Linked DNA regions of Triticum aestivum: region 2 is linked to region 1. A link is a contact called in public Hi-C data. All regions are on one chromosome and are shown on one strand. The core of a region is the stretch at or near the end of the contact, and the rest is flanking DNA. Distances in the headings are between cores, read along the strand shown. Region 1 holds the start of LOC123164738 (type II inositol polyphosphate 5-phosphatase 15). Region 2 has its middle 18 kb from the start of LOC123165963.

Region 1 (4,057 bases), core at 1,016-3,515:
TTTGCCAACTGAATTGCTTGAGGACAAGCAATGAGTTAAGCTTGAGGGAGTTGATACGTCTCCGTCGTATCTACTTTTCCAAACACTTTTGCTCTTATTTTGGATGAAACTAACCCGGACTGACGCTGTTTCCAGCAGAATTGCCATAGTGTTGCTTTTGTGCAGAAATCAAAGTTCTCGGATTCACCTGAAAATTTCCGGAAAATTTTTGTGGAATATATAGAAAATACTGGCGGAAAAATATACTAGAGGGGGGCCACCCAGGAGCCACAAGCTCAGAGGGGCGTCCTGCAAGCTTGTGGCCCCCTTGACATCCGGCAACCCCAACTCCAACTCCATATATACCAATTCGCCAAGAAAAAAATTAGAGAGAAGGATTCATCGCGTTTTACGATATGGTGCCGCCGCCACCTTCTGTTCTTAATCGGGAGGGCTGATCAGGAGTCCGTTCGGGGCTCCGAAGGGTGGAATCCGTCGCCGTCGTCATCACCAACTCATCTTCACCGCCAATTTGATGATGCTAACCGCTGGGAGTGAGTAATTCCTTCATAGGCTTGCTGGACGGTGATGGGTTGGATGAGATTTATCATGTAATCGAGTTATTTTTGTTAAGGCTTGATCCCTAATATCAACTATGTTCTGAGATTGATATTGCTATGACTTTGCTATGCTTAGTGCTTGTCACTAGGGCCCGAGTGCCATGATTCCAGATCTGAACCGATTTTGTTTTCATAAATATATGTGTGCTCTTGATCCTATCTTGTAAGTTATATGCAGCTATTACGTGTTATGATTTGCATACCCCAAGGTGACAATAATTGAGATTCTTTTCGGTGATTACTGTAGTTTGAGGAGTTCATGTATTCACTAAGTGATAATGCTTTGTTTCGGTTCTCTATTAAAAGGATGCCTTAATATCCCTTAGTTTCCTTACAGACCCCGCTGCCACGGGAGGTTAGGACAAAAGATGTCATGCAAGTTTTTTTTCCATAAGCACGTATGACTATATACGGAATACATGCCTACATTATATTGATGAATTGGAGTTAGTTTTGTGTTGCTCTAGGTTATAACTGCTACATGGTGAATATTTTCCAACGCAATTATCCATCACTGATCCAATGGCTACGCTTTTCATGCATTAATCTTTGCTAAGTTAGTTTCGTCGTTGCTACTGTTACAACCACTATAAAATTGCTACTATTTCTATTGCTACCATTACCGTTACTATCAAACTATCATACTACTTTGCTACTGATCACCTTGCTGCAGATATTAAGTCTTTCAGGTGTAGTTGAATTGACAACTCAACTACTAATATTTGTGAATATTCTTTGGCTCCCCTTGTGTCGAATTAATAAATTTGGATTGAATATTCTACCCTGGAAAACTGTTGCGATCCCCTATACTTGTGGGTTATCAGGGGTTTATGCCCCCCCCAACGAACTCTAGGTCATGTGGCTTTATATTGGGTTCATAAATCACCCTCGTACTTTTTTCTAAATTTTTATTTGTTTGCCTCGAGGAATTAAACGCTAAACACATAAACAAACATTGAATGTTTTTATAAATACGACAGTACAAATAAATATAAAGGACTCAAAGTTATAAGATGATGACATTTAAATTTAAAAAATTATGTATACTTTAAGCATGCATCGCTTATCACCATAGTCACCATCTCCTCCTCCTGGAACTCGTCAATCTGTTGTAGCCACCAACAGCATCAAGCTCAAGCCTAGGCAACGTCATGCCTCGATCAAGCATTTGTCCATGTAGGGTTTGAATTAACCCTTTGTCGCCCTCCTCCCACCAGCCATCTCCTCCGAATGACAGAGGTGGAAAGTGGGCACTAAATCCTTTAAGACTAATAACCGAACATTTTCGGCTAGATTTTGCCTTCACGGAAACACTGTTTCATCTTTGATTATAGTCTTGTTTTCGTCTTGCTTTTCCTAGTTATCCAGGCATTTCAATGTATAAAAAGCTGTGATTTTAGTTTTTCATGCAATAAACGTTTTCTTTGAGCAAACGTGAGCATTATCAAGTTGAAAAGGAAAAATAAAGCATTATCTGCAGGCCGAGGAGCGAATATAGCTACAGTAAACGAACGGCTGTCATCAGTTGCACACCAAAACAATTTGTCAATCCCCTGCAAGAATTCTCGTTTCCCAACACAGTTGACCCTGATCCATTTGGGAAAGCCGTAGCTTTCAGGGCAGCGATCCCGGGCAGCACCAACCTCCCTCTTCGGGCCGCTTCCAACATCACGGCGAGGAGCTTCCCCACGCCCCCCACTTTCCCACTGCCACGGCCGGTGCCTCCCCATGGTCCCGGTCCACGAGGCATCCACCCATATAACCAGAAACAAACAGCCTTCCCGCACACTGTCACACCAGCTCCCCTCCGGAGTTCCCTTGCCTCCACGGCGCGGCGCGGCCTCCCTCTTCCGCTCCTGTTTCCGTCGCCTCTCCTCTCCCGCCGTCTCCGCCTCACGGGCGCGCCCGAGCTCGAATCGCCGCCGGCCGGACCAGGACGCGAGGCCGAGGCGTCATGGAGCCCGACGACGAGCGGGGGCGGGCGCCGCAGCGCAAGGGGATATCCTACAGCCAGCCGCTCGCGCGGGACGCGGTGGCGCAGGCGGCGTACGCGCGCCACGCCGCGCTCAGCTCGCACAGCCTCGATGACGAACCCATCGCCTCCGCCTCGGCGCACCGCCACGACCCCGCGCGCAGCGTGTCGTGTCCCCACCAGCTCCCGCCTCACCACCACCACAGCCGCGGCGGCGAGTCGGTGTACTTACACGCCGCCTCCTTCGGCGGCGGCGGCGCGGTGACGCTGGAGCGGGCTGTGGCGACGTCGGAGCACGGGGGCGCGGGCGGCAGGGGTGCGCTGCCGGAGTTCGTCGGCGCGGGCGGGGGCGAGGGCATCTTCCGCGTGCCGCTGCGCGCGGCCATGCACCCTGGCCGCCCGCCGGCGCTCGAGGTGCGGCCCCACCCGCCGCGGGAGACGCAGGTGTGCTCCTTCCTGCGGACGCTCGCGTGCGAGCCGCAGCTTCGCCAGCTGTGGACAGGGGCCGAGTCCGGGGTCCGGGTGTGGGGCCTCGACGAGCTGTTCGCCGGGAGCGTCGTGGGGGCGCGCCGGGGAGACGAGGAGACCGCGCCGTTCACGGAATCCGTGCCCGCGCCGCCAGCGCTCTGCGTCGCGCTGGACAGCGCGAACAAGCTCGTGTGGACGGGCCACAAGGACGGGAGGATCCGGTCGTGGCGCATGGACCTCGCCACGACGCCGGCAGCTGCAGCAGACGGTGGCGAGAATGCGCCCATGTTCAAGGAGGCCCTGTCGTGGCAGGCGCACAGCCGCACCCCGGTGCTCTCCATGGTTGTCACATCATACGGTGAGAAGCTCGCTTCCTTGATCACCCCTAGCAATTTTGGTTTTCATTGACTGCTTCGAGGAAAGGCAAATTGTATACTGGATATGAGCTATGAGGATAATCCGGCAATGGCACTCTGCTGAAAGGCGCGATGATAACTGGAAATGTTCAATTTAGCCGATTTTAAGTCACCGCGAAATGCTAAGATTACCTAATTTTACATCATTGGCAAGTGCTAACTTGGCAATAGCGCTTTTGGCACATTTACACCTTTTTTACTTTAGGCTGGAGAAGTTTTGGACGGTAGAGTTAGCCTTTCTAAAGAATAAAAATAGCTTTTTTCCCATACTGATGGACATCCTGGTTCTATATTTTTTTGTCATAATAATGGAACAAGCATGTACAACCACGTTGATGTTAATCATCAACCAGATTATTTACAGAAAATTAAAGCAAGCTTGATATCACAGCCTGGTTAAGGCGCACCTAGTGCCTCGCTCTTGCTACAACCTGAGAAAACCAGTGAATAGATAACAGAATTAAGCTGACGAAAGTAAGCCTTTATTACAACTGAAAGCGAAGAATTTCACCCAGTCACTCACTCATTTACCCTCCAGTTCCTCGTCCATCTTCTGAAAAGAACTAGCTTGTGAATGTTCAGCTCTCTCCTAAATAACTGAT
Region 2 (4,057 bases), core at 1,046-3,545, 270 kb after region 1:
CAAAGACTTTTCTTTCAACTTAGCTAATAATTTCTTAAGATCATATCTATCATTGCAAGCAAGAAAATCTCTAGCAGTTTCTTCATCCATAACATAACCCTCAGGCACAATAGGCAGTTCATATCTAGGGGGAGAATCTTCATCATCACTTTCATCAATATTATCAGTTTCAATAATTTCATTCTCTCTAACCCTAGCAAGTTGTTCATCCAGAAATTCACCTAGTGGCACAGTATTATCAAGCATAGAAGTAGTTTCATCATAAGTATCATGCATAGCAGAAGTGGCATCATCAATAACATGTGACCTATCAGAATCAATAGCAGGTGTAGGTGTCGCAAATTTACTCATAACAGAAGGTGAAACAAGTGCAGAGCTAGATGGCAAACTCTTACCTCCCCTCGTAGTTGAGGGATAAATCTTGGTTTTTTCGTCTTTCAAGTTCCTCATAGTGACCAGTAGATATAAATCCCAAGTGACTCAAAGAATAGAGCTATGCTCCCCGGCAACGGCACTAGAAAATAGACTTGATAACCCACAAGTATAGGGGATCGCAACAGTTTTCGAGGGTAGAGTATTCAACCCAAATTTATTGATTAGACACAAGGGGAGCCAAAGAATATTCTCAAGTATTAGCAGCTGAGTTGTCAATTCAACCACACCTGGAAGACTTAATATCTGCAGCAAAGTATTTAGTAGCAAAGTAGTATGGAATTAACGGTAACGGTGGCAAAAGTAACAGTAACAGTTTTGTAGTAATTGTAACAGTGGCAACGACAAAGTAACTAAGCAAAGATCAATATGTGAAAAGCTCGTAGGCATTGGATCAGTGATGGATAATTATGTCGGATGCGATTCCTCATGCAACAGTTATAACATAGGGTGACACAGAACTAGCTTCAATTCATCAATGTAATGTAGGCATGTATTCCGAATATAGTCATACGTGCTTATGGAAAAGAACTTTATTTCGCCCTCGTGGACAGGGTGTGGGCCCCTGGTGTTGATTCTTTTGCCAGTATTTTTTATTAATTCCAATTCTCCGTGAAGTTTCAGGTCATTCCGAGAACTTTTTATTTCTGCACAAAAATAACACCATGGCAATTCTGCTGAAAACAGCGTCAGTCCGGGTTAGTTCCATTCAAATCATGCAAGTCAGAGTCCAAAACAAGGGAAAAAGTGTTTGGAAAAGTAGATACGATGGAGACGTATCAACCTCACATCCACCTACGACGGACAAGGCGCAGACTCCTCCGAGGATGAGTAGGCACGGGAGGCGGCAGGGCCTTATGTCCCATGTGGGTCGGCCCGCCTCCTGTGCTCTACACTTTCTCGCCGGAGAGCGAGCTTCAGTTCATCGGTCTTAACACCGGTGGCCATGGAGATGGCGGATGGAGGACGACATGGGGTTGGACGTCGGCCGCTGTTGTAGGATAGGTTTAGGGTCGGGTCGGAGCGGTTTTTTTATGTTCTAAATGTTGGAAATCTAACGAAAATCCACAGTGTTTGCATGATTGTTGTCTTGCATGTATAAAATCCATCGTGTTGTACAAATTTCATCTGATTTGTTGCCAAAGTGTTTGAAATGTACGCGAGCAGCGTTGGATGCGGCTCCCGCATCTGTGTCCGTAGACTGGCCGCCCTGTCCGCAGACGGATGCGGGAGGAAATTTGCAGATTACCGTTGAGGATGACTTTACAATGAAAAAAGGTGTGAGATTCGTCGGAATAGGACGCTTCACACACATGCATATTACTCATATTTCTAAACATAACTTTTTGTTAGAGATTTCAATGCGGACTAGATGTGGTTGCATATAGACGGATTTTAAAGCGTGATTCACCCATTTTGCTTCATATGTATTAGTCTAAATTAAAATATCTAGGCGAACTTATATTTATTACTCCCTCCGTCTCAAAATATAAGAACTTTTTAACACTAGTATAGTGTCAAAAACATTCTTATATTCTGGGATAGAGGGAGTAGTATAGAAGCGAGTAGAGGATTTACGCATTGAAAATGGCTCCTCTCGTCCGGTTCTGTCGTGTGCATGGCATGGCATGGACGTTGCCGTCGCGGCGTCTAGATTCACATGGGCCGGCCATTCCCCTGTTCACACCGCTATAGTCCGTGTCGTGACTTACCCGTCTGCTTGGACCGGAGATTAATTTCGCTTGCGTCGTCCTCGCCGCTGGATTAACGCCGACGCGAGTTTCACGGTCAGGGGTAGTCCATGTCCATGCGACGGCACAAGCGAGGTAGGTGCGGCTGCTAGCTACAGGACGCGGGATACGGAGGAAAAGCGACGAATGGGCGCGGCGACGACGACGGCGAAATTTGGCGCGTGGCGACGATGCGCATATGGATTATTCCGTCAGTCCAGAAAAAAGATAAAAGACCCGTCGCTGTCGCCGTGTGTGTGGCCCGTGCTCTCCTCCTTTGTGGTCGACAGCGAGGCGATGGGTCCCATGACGCCACCGTGACGGCCGCATTACGTGGGTGCGCTGCACCTTGTTTTTTTTTTCGGGGCGACAAAAGGAGGCCAGGCAGAAAGGCAAAGCTGTGATCGAAATGGGAGGAAAAGCGGTGTATACATCATCCGTAAAGAAATTACGAATTCCACTTTAGTATAGTTATCAGTTATCACATCCGTAAAGAAATACTCCCTCCGTTCTTAAATATTTGTCTTTTAGAGATTTCAAATGGACTACCACATTCGGATGTATATAGACATGTTTTGGAGCGTAGATTCACTCATGTTGCTCCGTATGCAGTCACTTGTTAAAATCTCTAGAAAGACAAATATTTAGGAACGGAGGGAGTAGTATACTTGAGCTCCTTTTCATCTAAAAATAAAATGGTTTGTATACTTGGTAGCGGTGGCACAATTCTTCTGGTAGTATGGATCGTCCCGTGCACAGCGGGGTGCAAGGAACGTTTACAAATCACAGGCTACAAATTCCAAAGAAAGATCTCTTATCTTGCGAAGAATTTCACTACACTGAAGTCTGAAGCCAATTCGCAAAAAAAAAAAAAAGTCTGAAGCCAGCAGTTGCGACGTGCTGTACAGCCATTGACACAAACGTTACGTGCTGTCGTGCGTGGATTTCCTGGCCGTAGCTGCGACCGTACTCTGCCCGATTTGGTCATGCTTATATAAACCAAGAAGTCTACTCTTGTGGAAATGTTCGGGCGTTCGAAGAAAAGTTTGCAACAGGTCAACTGATCTGACCCAATCAAAGCTTCTCCCGCCTAATTTATGAGCTCCGGTAGGTATTCCATTTCAACGAACGTGTGTGAAGTGCCAGTATTCAGGCTTGGAACACGGGGTCTCAGTTACACAGTGTGTGACTTGTGAGTCAAGCCTGAACTAAACGTCCGTGTCCACGAGATCTTGTCCGCTGACGGTTGACGTTCACTCTCACTCACCGGTCAAAGTCAAACAAAATAACGCCGAACACATCAAAGAGGTTGCAATGTGTACGAGTGGTCACGGATTCGTACTGGTAGTCGGCCGGCGCCGCAGCAGACAGAACAGATGGGAACTTAGCTTAGCAGAAATAACTGTGGTCACACTTAGCTTAGCAAGTTAGCAACTACTCGATGAGAATCCAACCAAGTGTGAAATTCAATTAATCTTTTGCAGCACGGCTAAGTTTTCTTTAAAAAAAAACTTTTCAGTTTCTCCTGCACCCACTTGCTCGTTTTTGTCTCTGGCTTTTTTTAGGGACGTTTTTGTCTCTGGCTGGCTTGACATACTTAGATATTTGGCCCAAATCCAACGCAGGCGTGTCTAGCCGGCAAATGGAGCAGGCCCATTACCATTATTCTACTGGCCTGTTGCGGTTTCTTTTGCTGTCTTCTCCGTTAAGGAGTCAGGACGCATACCAAACTTCGGCACGCCTCCCTCCTTCAGGAAAGTAAGTTTGCAAATCCTCAAGAAAAATAATTAATCTACAATAGATATTGGAGCCCACTAATATGTGCATCTGTTTTGTGCTATTAGTTTGTCCCTAAGCTAATAATAATTTCATTATAAGCTTTTCATGCATTTCTA

What was found. A called contact is a pair of places that touch in the nucleus more often than the background predicts.
Region 2: a contact with region 1 is called in a Hi-C map of leaf, with 2.4 times the contacts expected there. The contact joins the enhancer-like site here to the promoter of LOC123164738 in region 1. A contact is called at or near these places in 1 of 5 Hi-C or Micro-C datasets (leaf) and 1 of 1 datasets of contacts at active chromatin or transcription factors (leaf).

Annotation. Positions count from the first base shown.
Region 1 is chr7D:232,598,066-232,602,122 of IWGSC CS RefSeq v2.1, forward strand. LOC123164738 (type II inositol polyphosphate 5-phosphatase 15) reads left to right here and starts at 2,266. Exons shown (of 11, transcript XM_044582285.1): 1 at 2,266-3,397. The coding sequence starts at 2,554.
Region 2 is chr7D:232,869,181-232,873,237 of IWGSC CS RefSeq v2.1, forward strand. No RefSeq gene overlaps it. Among protein-coding and RNA genes, the nearest start is that of LOC123165963, 18 kb to the right of the region's middle. Within about 2 kb of position 2,296, at least 7 of the 8 cell types and tissues checked have an H3K27ac peak or open chromatin away from gene starts, as enhancers often do. A contact at or near this core is called in leaf, where this site is marked.